2 separate regions of the Mus musculus genome follow, and region 1 is linked to region 2. The links are chromatin contacts, called in public HiChIP or PLAC-seq maps. All regions are on one chromosome and are shown on one strand. Each heading gives the region's core, a stretch centred on a gene start, on an enhancer-like site or on the middle of the called end of the contact. The rest is flanking DNA. Distances are from core to core; before and after follow the strand shown.

Region 1 (6,349 bases), core at 3,816-6,315, 170 kb before region 2:
ACATCACGGCACACAGTAGATACACAACCAATGTTTACTCAGTGAACGACTGTTTTAAAATCGCTCCTCTGCCCTCAGTCTTCCACACAGACGTGGTGATCCACCACATGCACAGAGCAGACTGCGCCAAACAACGAGGCAGGAGAGCATTCCCAGCCTGCCTCTCTCCACCACGGACAGCTGCCTCTGCCCGCAGGAGCCACGCGCCTGCTGCGAGTGATGGTGGGTCACACAGCTGTGAGAAGACAGGCGCTCCATCACAATCTGAGGCTATTCTTTGGAACAAGTTACAAATTCTACCTTTTTTGAATCACCATTCTTGATTTTTTTTTGACATCTCAAATGAGCCAATCAAGGCAATGGAAAATGTTAATCATATAAATCAAAACAGGCAAAACAAATACAGCTTTCCTCTGAAATAGAGTTAGATGAAAATTGCTATTCAGCCCTCTCCCCCTTTCTGCCCGAGAGAAGCGTCATCTCCGTCATCTCGGCAGAAGTGCACCTGACTGAGCCGAGGATGGGGACAGGCAGCAACGCACCTGCAGTTTGATCATGGGCACTTGGCTCTTGCAGTGACTGCACGTGGCCTCGCGGTATTTACAGGCCTTTTCCACGTGATCCCGCAAGTCTTTTCTCAGTACTTTTTCTTTGCAGTCGGCACGCAGACAGGGAAGTTCCTCAAACTGACATTCATTTTTTAGGTGCACCTGTAGAAGAAAGCAACGTCTTAGCTGGCAGAAATGTAAGTGTGAAATGGCAGACTGTACCTGCTTTGTACTGAGGTCTGCAGAACACTGTGACCTTGCTCTTGGGACAGTTCTGGGCAACAGAGAGGCAAGCGCAGAGACATAGGCTCACTGTGTCCTCAGCACAAGAGCAAGGGATCATGGACTGCCTCTCTGTTCCCATACCTGGGGTGGCAGGTCTCTGGAAACAACGATTCTAGCAAGATATGGCTATGCAGACCTGTAATCCTAGCAGAATAGGCTGAGACAGGGGGATGCTGAGTTCCAGGCCATCCTGAACTATGTCAAAAAGTGTACACACACAGACACATACACACAGAGAGACACACAGACACACAAACCCTTTATGCTAATTCAATCATCCATTCTAAATAAAGTATACAAATAAAAAAACCTTAAGTTTTAGCCAGGTGGTGGTGGCGCACGTCATTAATCCCAGCACTTGGGAGGCAGAGGCAGGCGGATTTCTGAGTTTGAGGCCAGCCTGGTCTAAGAAGTGAGTTCTAGGACAGCCAGGGCTACACAGAGAAACCCGGTCTCGGAAAAAAAAAAAAAAAAAAAAAAAAAACAACCCAAATCCTTAAGTTTTATGGCGTTTCAGGGTAGGGATAAAGTTCTAAAGTGTCTTGGAAAAATAAAAACCCATACCCTGCACGGTGCTGCTTTAAAGGGTAAACACAGCACTACGGTGCACACATGCTACATCTCCCTGGCAGGCAGGCAGCTGGTGAGGTGAGGCAGTGGCCCTCTGAACAGAGACACCCTGGTGCTGTTTGGTGCTTACCAGCAGATGTCCCAGAGTCAGCTGCTCCGCACAACCTCTGCCTTCATTCCGACAGTAGACCTGAAGGGCCAGAATCTCTCTCTTGCAGCAATTATCCTTAAACACCTGAATTGAAAAGTAGTTAGAGGATTAATACTTCCTGATCTTCACATGTTGCAATTTTGGACAAGGCTAAACCACTCTAAAGATCCTAAGAGCAACTCTTAAGTGGGCCTCAGAAAGCATTAAGGACCATTTTAATTTCCATAAGTAGAATGAAGGAGCTGGCCCCACTAAGAGACACCATTTAACTCACATAGCCTTAACCTCTATCTTTTATTAGGTAAGCAAATGACAGTTGGGGTGAAGACATTTTTGAGCACATGGCCTCTGGACAAGGTAGGCCTGAGTTGCCAGCCAACAAGGAGCAGATGGCCCTGGCGTGCACCTCTCACCACAGGACTTGGCAACACGCTGGCTCCTTGATGCGCTATACAGAATGCTGCTTAGAGAATCAGACCGATAGCTGTGGACATGATGTCTTAGAACGCTGTGCGAAACAGTTTTGGTTTCCTCTTAGTGCAAGTTCTTACCAAAGACTTTTTCTTTTTAATTTCCCTTTTCCCTTGCACTGGAGATGGACTCCCAGGGCCTTGAGCATGCTAGGGCAACATTCCACCACTGAGCCACATCTCAGTCCAAAGGAAGCTGTAAATAAATGCTATGAGGATGAGCTGGGACTGAACTATTCTCCTCAAAATGAATACCTGCTTGTCTTTAATTTTATTTCCCCTTAGAAAACAAGCAATCTGTCTCTAACAACGGCCTATGGCCTCTTAGTCCTCGGGCATTTTTGAGATACTCCCACCTATCAAAACTTAGTCCTTCCTAAATGTCCAGGCAGAGACAGAACAAATGGCTGATAAGCTTTAAAAACAGAGACTCCTCAGTCAGTAAAGTGCGTGCTATGCAAGCATGAAGATCTGAGCTTTGGTGCTGCCGCCTACATACAAGTCACGGGTGGTGGTATGCACCTGTAATCCCTGGGGGGGGGGGGTTGCACCTGTAACCCCTGGGGGGGGGGTTGCACCTGTAACCCCTGGGGGGATGGTATGCACCTGTAATCCCTGGGGGTGGGAGGGTCTGCAGCTTACTGGCAGCTAGTCTATCCAATCAGCAAGCCCCAGGGTCAGTGACAGACCCTGTTTCAAACTTAAGATGGAAGCTGGTATCATAGTATTTGCCTTTAGACCCAGCGCTCAGAAAGCAAAGGCAGAAGAATGACTGTGAGTCTGAGTTTGAGGACAGCCTGGAATGAGCCCGAGATACTTTAAAAGGTACCTGAGCTTGTAGCTTTACCTTCTTTCTCTCCGTCACACTTGTCAATTCATGAGAACAAGGAAGGCACACTGCCATTTAAGAAAAGGCTAGGGGCTGGTGAGATGGCTCAGTGGGTAAGAGCACCCAACTGTTCTTCCGAAGGTCCAGAGTTCAAATCCCAGCAAACCACATGGTGGCTCACAACCATCCGTAATGAGACCTGACTCCCTCTTCTGGAAGACAGCTACAGTGCACTTACATATAATAAAAAAATAAATAAATAAGAAAAGGCTGTGACCTACTTCTTGTGACAAGTGACTGAGGTCTTCGGCAGCAGTTTGATAAGACAAAGCTTGAGGGCTGGCTGACTCCCCGCTCCTACCCAGAACAAGTTCCATCAGAGGTCATTCTTCCTAGCGCCCAGGGGTCAGGGCCTGTGGCCAGCAGCCTCACCTGGGCTGCCCTGACCAGCAAGTCCAGCACTTGAAAATACTTTTGACAGGAAACCCCAGAGCAAGATTCTTAGTGTGGAATTTAATAGCTTACACTTAAAAATTGTTAGGTTCATTAATCAAAATATTGGAATCACACGCATTTTTATTGATATTTAAGTCCTTGAGAATGAGCTGTTTCAAGCTACAAATGTACCTGGAAGGGCTTAGCAGTCTGTGAGTGGCCGTGTGCCAGAGAAAAGGGGAGGGATCAGGTTCTTCTGGAAAAAGGTAGGGTCCCCTCAGTGGTCCCCACTCTAAGTTTGCCAATGCTGACAGCCATGTGGGCACACAGCAGCTGATCTCATTCATTGCTTACACACTTCAAGACACTGGTAAGGGGGAGCAAGAACACATTTAAACAGCCTCCCACTGGCATGTCTGAGGTAAAAGCTAGTGTCTCCAAGTTGAGTATAAGCTGTATGAGACAGAAAACTACAAGATGGCAGCGATTCTGCCACAACAGGCACCTCAGCACTTCTCACAGCTCCGGACAGACTCCGAATAGGACTTCCCACGGCATGAACAGGTCAGACTGAGACTGTTAAGGCTAGAGGACAGTAGAGGCCAGTGCGCCTTGCAGGAGGCACAGCTGAAGCTGTGTTTGGCTCCTCCTCCACACCCAGTCTGCCCGGGTGCTCACACAGCACGTGCTGGGCCGTGGAGCCTGCTGCACCACTGACAAAACTGCAAGTCAGTGTTCTGGAACATGCTGCAATCCTAGGAGCTGAGGCGGAGGGCTGCCGTGAGCTTCAGGCCAGCCTGGGCAACATAGGAAACTCTAATCTCAAAAATCAAAACAAAGGGGGGAAAACCAAGGGACTTGCTACGTGTGGAGGCAGAGATCTCTGGGATTTCAAGGCCAGCCAGAGCTGCACAGTAAAACTCTATCTCAAGCAAACCAACCAACCCCGAGGGACTGGAGATGTATGTCAGTTAGTGGTGTGCTTACCTAGCACACCGAAGCCCTGAGAAAGACCCTCAGCACTGCGGAAACTAGATGTGGGAGCGCACACCTGCGATCCTGGGCCTTGGGAGACGGAGAAGGAAGGACCTCCGTTACTAAGTGAGTTCAAGGCTAGCCTGACCTAGACTCCCACCCTCACCTCCCCACGGAAGTAATAACTGTTTTTGAGAAAAGGTCTCAATTATATAGCCCTGGCCGTCCTGGATCTTGCTATGAGGACCAGGCTGGCCTCCAATTCCCAGAGATCCACCTGCCTCTGCCTCCTGAGTACTGGGATTAAAGGTGTACAACACCATACCCAGCTTAATTTTTAAAAGTAAAACAAAACTGAACTTCAATGCATTGTACAAAAGCTATGGGAAACCAAGGTGGCCCGGAGGGTAAAGCACTTTCCGTGCAAACCTGGCAACCTGCATTTGATCCCTAGACCCCACTTAAGGGAAGAAGGACAGAACTCCTCAAGGTTGTACTCTGATATCCATGTGAACACTACGCACGCATGCACCTCCTCCCAATGATAAATCAAGTAGAAAAATAAACTGATTTACACAGCATCAAACGTAAGCTATGTGAAATGTGTCAGCCATCTAAAAAGCCCAGAAGGGTGGTGCCCCTGCACTCAGAGGCTGGGCAAGAAGGTCCATTATGTTTGGGGATCCCTGAACTATAGAGCAAGCCTCTGTCTGAAGGAAGGAAATGGGTAAGCATACCTTGTCTTTGATGATGCTTTCTTGGCACGCTGTGCATTTTGGACTGGAGGAGCTGAAGGAAGCAGAGTAAGTATGTCAGAGCAGGAGTCAGCCCCTCCCCCAGGCTCACAGCACAGAATGCTTTCCTTTGTAGTCAGGCCTGCTCGAGCTTGCAGCAACAGGCAGGGCTCCAGGGCTGTTGAAAACTGAGTTTAAATAGTAATCCACAGGAGAAAAAGCACTGAACTTTAAAACATGCGACTACATTCAGTAGCTCAGTCCCATTGGGAAGACTTAATGACTATGAGTTAATGACCACGAGAGTGACATTTGGTGCCACAGTGGTTCTCGGAGGGGAGCCTCTGGAAGGTGCACCCACAAATACTGAAGTCCTTCTGATGCTCTGGTCTTGGGCTATCTACAAACTCACCTGCACAGGGGAGCTGCATCTATCCTCCAGGAAACCCCACTACAGGCCTCTCCTGAGCCCAGGTGGTTTCCAGGTCCTCTTCCATGCAAATTGGGTGCTGAACCTATTGTGTCATCAGCAATTTCAACCTGGGTCCTTTCACTCTCAGCAAAACCAAGTGGCCTGTGTGGGACACGTGAATGGATGTGCTGAGGGTGTGGGACGCACAGGAGCCTGGCTACTGGGCTCGGCCTCGGTCTCAGGCACCCAGGTGTGAGTGACCAGATGAGAAAAACTCTGTGGCCTTCTGAAGCTAATGTGTCCTGAGGGCACTGACGGCACAGTGTGTCTTGCAGTGGTCTGAGTGTCAAGCACAGTGCCTGGCAAATATAAAAAGCTGCACGATGATGCTCTTCCCAGCTGACTCAACTCTGTCCTCCAAATCCCAACTTGCCCTTGTGACTTTACCATAGCAATTACTAGACTCATGAGCTTCTAGAGTCTTGGTACCCCAGATCTCTGTGGATCCCCCAGGCAAGCATGCAGCCTTGCCACATGCTCTGTTCTGCATGTGACCCTGACCTTCCTCTCTCCTGGCCCAGGGCACTCTTCAATTTTAAGGACTTAGGATCATTTGACATGACCACCATAAAACATAAGCTTCTTGCACAGAGTACAGCAAGGCAGATGGGAGGCACAGAAGCTTTGTGGGCGGAGAGGCCTGGGCAAGTGGGATGTGAGGCAGGCAGGGCAAGGTATGGAGGTCTCAGGCACTCAAGCATGAGATGTGCCTGAGTTGCTCTAAAGGCCCCCCACGCTGGAGGTCTTGGAAGAAGCAGGTGAGTGGGGGTTGAGCCCTGGAGGGCACCCACCTCAGCAGGGCGGCCATGCAGCTCTCGCAGAACCGGTGGCCACACTCCGTCTGCTTCGGGTTGCACAGCACCAGGCGGCACTTCTCGCA
Region 2 (5,766 bases), core at 1,196-3,695:
ATGATGGAAGGAGAGAACAGACTACCAAATGTTGTCCCCTGACATGCGCATGCATGCTGTAACACATGTGCAACCCCACTTACATACACACGTACACACAAGAGAATAAATAAAAGTATTATAGATTGGCTCCAAGTTGAGGTTAGTCTTAAATTAAGATTAAAACACTGGGTCATGGGGTTGGAGAGATGGCTCAGTGGTTAAGAGCACTGGCTATTCTTCCAGTGGTCCAGAGTTCAATGTCCAGCAACCACATGGTGGCTCACAACCATCTGTGATGGGATCCAATGATGTCCTCTTCTGGTGTGTCTGAAGACATCTACAATGTACACACCTGCATAAAATAAATAAATAATTTTTTAAAAACCCACTTGGGTCATAATAAACCTAACAAGATGGGGGTGGGGCAACGTGTATGGGGTGTGTGTATATATGAGACATACAGACAGACAGACAGACAGACAGGCTCACGGGGGGAGGGGGGGGAGAACAAAGATAAAGGCACTTGCCATCTAGACTGACAACCTGAGATCAACACCAGGGCTAACCTGGTAGAAGGAGAGAACGGACTCTGAAGCTTGTCCTTTGATCACACACATGTGCACACCACCAACACACTCACACTCTGATCTCACACATGTGCACACAACCAACACATCCACACTCTGATCACACACATGTGCACACCACCAACACACTCACACTCTGATCTCACACATGTGCACACCACCAACACACTCACACTCTGATCTCACACATGTGCACACCACCAACACACTCACACTCTGATCTCACACATGTGCACACCACCAACACACACTCTGATCTCACACATGTGCACACCACCAACACACTCACTCTGATCTCACACATGTGCACACCACCAACACACTCACACTCTGATCTCACACATGTGCACACCACCAACACACTCACACTCTGATCTCACACATGTGCACACCACCAACACATCCACACTCTGATCACACACATGTCCACACCAACACACCCACACTAAATAGGGGAGGGGGGCAAGAGACCTTAAATATGAGAACAGAAGTCACCTAAAAGCTTCCAACGGTGGACACACATGCAACATCCTCTCTCTCTGCCATGTGTCTAACATATACCACTCAACATAGTATATCAGAAACCATCTTCACAAATGTCCACTGTCCTGGGGTTTATAAAACGAAGGAGAAAACCACATCAGAGTGACAGCAAACTAGAGAAACTGAGGCATGAGCACTGTGCTTGAGATGATAAGCTTGAGCTACATATAAGTTCTCTCTCTCTCTCTCTCTCTCTCTCTCACACACACACACACACACACACACACACACAGAGCTTGGATTGCAGGCAGGAGAATTATAAGTTCAAGGTCATTCGGAAGACATTATCTCAAACAAAAAAACAAACAAACAAAACCAAAGAAGAGGGGTCAGAATAAGGTTGGCAGGCTTTCTGTCTAGCGTTCTAAAGGCCTTGAGTTAACTCCTACTTATTCTGGCCAATTCAACATAAAGATATTTTTTTTCTTCATGAGATGGCTTCTCTGTGTAGCCCTGGCTGTCCTGTAATTCACTCTGTAGGTCATCAGGCTGGCCTCAAACTCAGAAATCCACCTGACTCTGTTTCCTGAAGCTGTGCTTGGTGGTGGTACAGAGCTGTAATCCTAATCTGAGTCTAAGGCAGTAAAATCCTAAATTTAAAGTTTCCTTGGGCTACAGAATGAATAAGGCCAGCCTAAAAAACAGTGACACCTACTCTCAAATAGGGACCAACAGTTGTTTGTTTGTTTGTTGTTCGAGACAGGGTTTCTTTGTGTGGTCCTGGCTGTCCTGGAACTCACTCGTAGACCAGGCTGGCCTCGAACTCAGATCTGCTTGACTCTGCTAGGATCAAAGGCGTGTGTCACCACTGCCCAACAGGTATCTGGATTCTACTATAAGTTAATGCTCCTTGCCAAACCCAGCAATTATTTCTGAGCCAGGTATTATTTCTGGGCAAAGAATCATCTTCTATTCTATCAGCTTCTAACAACATGCTCAAACTGATTTTTTAAAAGTTTCAGTTCTGGTGGGGCGATTGGTGGTCTCTGTCGTCGTCATCATCGTCATCGTTGATTTCTAGTTCCCTGAAGCAGCCGTTTAACCCCAACCCTGGACCCTTCAGAGTTTAAGCCCACCCCATTCCAGGTACCCTGGACCTTAGGGTTCAGGAGAGTGAGTCAGACAGAATTCAGCCGACTTTACCATGGGGGTTACCGATCACCGCAACGGCCATTCCCCGTGATTGATGAGAGTGATGATGCCAGCGAGGAGACCTTGAGCTCTGACGTTCAGAAACTGAAGGAGAAGCAGGATGTGCTGGACAAGGAGATCTCTCAGTTAATAGCAGAGGGCTACCGTGTGATTGAGCTAGAGCAGCAATCTCCTTCCTCCATGAGTACAATGACATCAAGGATGTCTCACAGATGCTGCTGGGGAAGCTGGCTGTGACTCGAGGCGTTACCACCAAGGAGTTATATGCAGATTTTGATCTAAACCTGAATGACTGAGCAGCTTCCTAGAGATTTTCATCTACAGCCCACAGGGACAGGAGGATAGGAGCATAAAAGGCAGAGAGTTGAGACAGCATATTCATGTGGTTTTCAGATTTAAAAAAATGCTAGAAGCCCCCCAAAGTTTGGGAAGGGTCCTAGAGAAGAGAGGTATTGGGAGGGGTGGGTATTGTCAATGTTAAGGTTCCTAAATGTACTTGTGAGTGGCTGTGTGTGGTTGTCCCCTTTGTTAATAATCATATGGGCTATGCTGGGTGGTGGTGGTGCATGCCTTCAGTCCCAGCACTCAGAAGGGAGAGACAACCAGATGTCTGAGTTGGAGGCCATTCTGATCTACAGAGTTCTAAGACAGACAGCCAGGGCTGCATCAATAAACCCTGTTTTGAAAAAAAACAACAAAGGCAGGTGGATTTCTCAGTTCGAGGCCAGCCTGGTCTACAAAGTGAGTTCTGGGACAGCCAGGGCTATACAGAAAAACCCTGTCTCAAAAAAAAAAAACAAAAAACAAAAAACAAAAAAACAAAAAACAGCAAAAGCAAAAGCAAAAGCAAAAAACAACAGGATAGGCTGGTGAGATGGCTCAACAGGTAAGAGCACTGGCTGTTCTTTTGAAGGTCCTGAGTTCAAATCCCAGCAACCACATGGTGGCTCACAACCACCCATAATGTGATCTGACTCCTACAGTGTACTTACATATAATAATAAATCTGTGGACTGGAGTGAGCGGGGCTGAGCAAGTGGGGCCGGAGTGAGCAGAGGTCCTGAGTTCAATTCCCAGCAATCATATGAAGGCTCACAACCATCTGTACAGCTACAGTGTACTCACATACATAAAATAAATAAGTAAATCTTTAAAAAGAAAACAAAAACAAAAAACAAAAATTTCAATTCTATCTGCCTCTATGTGTTATAGAGAAAGAGGATTTGGCTTTTTTAACCTCAACCCCTCTCTGATCAGCCCACAGTTCCCAGTGCATTTAACCCTGTGAATACTATGTAACTGAGTCATACCACATACCATGGTGTCATGTCTATTCTTACAAAATGTTTTACCTGTAATTACAATTACTTTTTGTTGGTTTTTTTTTTTTTTTTTTTGCTTGCTCAGTTTTTTGTTTTCTTATCCCCAAATTCACATCAACACCTGGATTTACTCACTCACCCATGGGGAGTGGCTGGTAGCTGTCTGCATAACTAGTGCACTCTCATTAGCCTAGGAATTCTCTTTCCTTTCATCCTGCTCCTGAATCCCATATCCAAAGCAAGTTTTGAGTAACCAAGTAAGTAAGTCTATTAGGGATAAATAGCCAGGCTTGGTGGCTCCTGCCTGTAGTCATGCCATCAGAGAGCTGGAGAGAAGAGAGAGGATCAAGAGTTCAAGGCCAAAGATACTTGCTGAGTTTGAAGACAGCCTTTGTTACAGGAGATTAAAACAAAACAAACAAACAAAACTACAACAAAAACCAACTCAACAAAACTGACTAGTGAGAACTACAGAAGTGGGCAAGAGATGGCTCAGTGGCTAGGAGAACACACTGCTCATCTTGAGGCTCCGAGTTCAATTCCCAGCACCCACCCAGCTGGCTTACAGCTCCCAGGGATCTGACCCCTGACCTCTGCAGGCACTGCACTCAATGCACACAGATAGATCTTTTTATTTTTAATGTAAAGAGAGAAGCAGAGGCAGGTGCTACAAATAAACAGAGAAGGCAGTTCATAAACACTAAGGCTCTGAATCAAGACAGCAGCATGGTGGGGACTCCCAGCTTCTAAGTGTGTGAGATGACTGGACGTGTGCACATACTCCTTACAGGCTCTGCCCTAAGAGAGAGATAGACCATCAACACCCTGACAGCATATGTTCCTATCTGATGCTCAGATCTTGATTTCTTTTTTTTTCTTTTTTCTTTTTTTTTTTTTTAGTTTTTCGAGACAGGGTTTCTCTTTGTAGCCCTGGCTGCCCTGGAACTCACTCTGTAGACCAGGCTGGCCTCGAACTCAGATATCCACCTGCCTCTGCCTCCCGAGTGCTGGGTTTAAAGGCATGCGCCACCACACTCAGCAGATCTTGGTTTCTCTAGTAACTCATCTCCACTATAAAAGAAACGACTGCTCCTTACAGAAATAACTGATATCAGGAATGCATAGGAAAACATAAGATAAATACACTAACAAGCAATGACGCATGCAAAACCTGAAGTTCAGCATAACTTCTGAAAAGGACGTTATCTTCAAGGGTCACATTTGGAGTAATGTGGGCACCAAATAAAAACCAGTAGTTACTGGAGCAGCAGAGATGGCTCAGTGGGTAAGAGCACTTGATCTTGCAGAGGACCTAGGTTCAGTTCCCAGTAACCACAATCCACGCTATGTATGCTTTCTGAAATCAAGTCATCTCTCCATCAATAGTATTATTACCCACTCAAAAATTATAATTCAACAGATTTAACCAAATAAAGAAACAGGTATCTTAACATCCACAGGCCTCCGGACTAGTCACTCACATCTAAGACGGGAGAACTGGGAAAGACCACTTTGAGATCCTATGTACACACTGGGTCATGGCAACTGTCACATTAAATCTACACACACCACAACTTAATATCTAAGGGGATAGGCTTTCAGAAAATTATTTCAATTATTCCCCTTCCATTTCAAACATTTAATCAATTACTGCAAGTAAGACTAGAGCCTAAACAAGACTAGCTATTTTACCACAGAAGAGTTCATAATCTTGGAGTTGTAATTTTAAACTACCCTGCTTACCTCCCCTACTAAAGGCAAATACCAAACACTTTGCCTCTTCTACCACCCATCCACCCATCCATCCATCCACCCACCCATCCATCCATCCATCCATCCATCCATCCATCCATCCATCCATCCATCCATCCATCCATCCATCCATCCATCCATCCATCCATCCATCCATCCATCCATCCATCCATCCATCCATCCATCCATCCATCCATCCATCCATCCATCCATCCATCCATCCATCCATCCATCCATCCATCCATCCATCCATCCATCCACACATCCATCCATCCATCCACACATCCATCCATCCATCCATCCATCCACCCATCCATCCATCCACCCACACATCCATCCATCCATCCATCCATCCATCCATCCACCCACCCACCCACCCATCCATCCATCCATCCACTCACTCACTTATTTTTCTGCAGTACTAAGGA

The links. HiChIP or PLAC-seq counts read pairs in DNA pulled down with a chosen protein or histone mark.
Region 1: a contact with region 2 is called in an H3K27ac HiChIP or PLAC-seq map of T-cell acute lymphoblastic leukemia, with 4 times the contacts expected there. The contact joins two enhancer-like sites. A contact is called at or near these places in 1 of 484 Hi-C or Micro-C datasets (the AML12 cell line), 2 of 115 datasets of contacts at active chromatin or transcription factors (T-cell acute lymphoblastic leukemia and embryonic stem cells) and 3 of 9 other capture datasets (adipose tissue, embryonic stem cells and liver).

The regions. Positions count from the first base shown.
Region 1 is chr12:111,237,732-111,244,080 of GRCm38.p6, reverse strand. Traf3 (TNF receptor-associated factor 3) reads right to left here. Exons shown (of 12, transcript NM_011632.3): 3 at 6,261-6,349; 4 at 5,001-5,052; 5 at 1,534-1,638; 6 at 543-710. Among named protein-coding and RNA genes, the nearest start is that of Amn, 30 kb to the left of the region's middle. Within about 2 kb of position 5,065, at least 58 of the 459 cell types and tissues checked have an H3K27ac peak or open chromatin away from gene starts, as enhancers often do. A contact at or near this core is called in T-cell acute lymphoblastic leukemia, where this site is marked.
Region 2 is chr12:111,064,555-111,070,320 of GRCm38.p6, reverse strand. The region is part of intron 2 of Rcor1 (REST corepressor 1); the gene reads right to left. It also overlaps the pseudogene Gm46379. Among named protein-coding and RNA genes, the nearest start is that of Rcor1, 28 kb to the right of the region's middle. Within about 2 kb of position 2,445, at least 4 of the 459 cell types and tissues checked have an H3K27ac peak or open chromatin away from gene starts, as enhancers often do. A contact at or near this core is called in T-cell acute lymphoblastic leukemia, where this site is marked.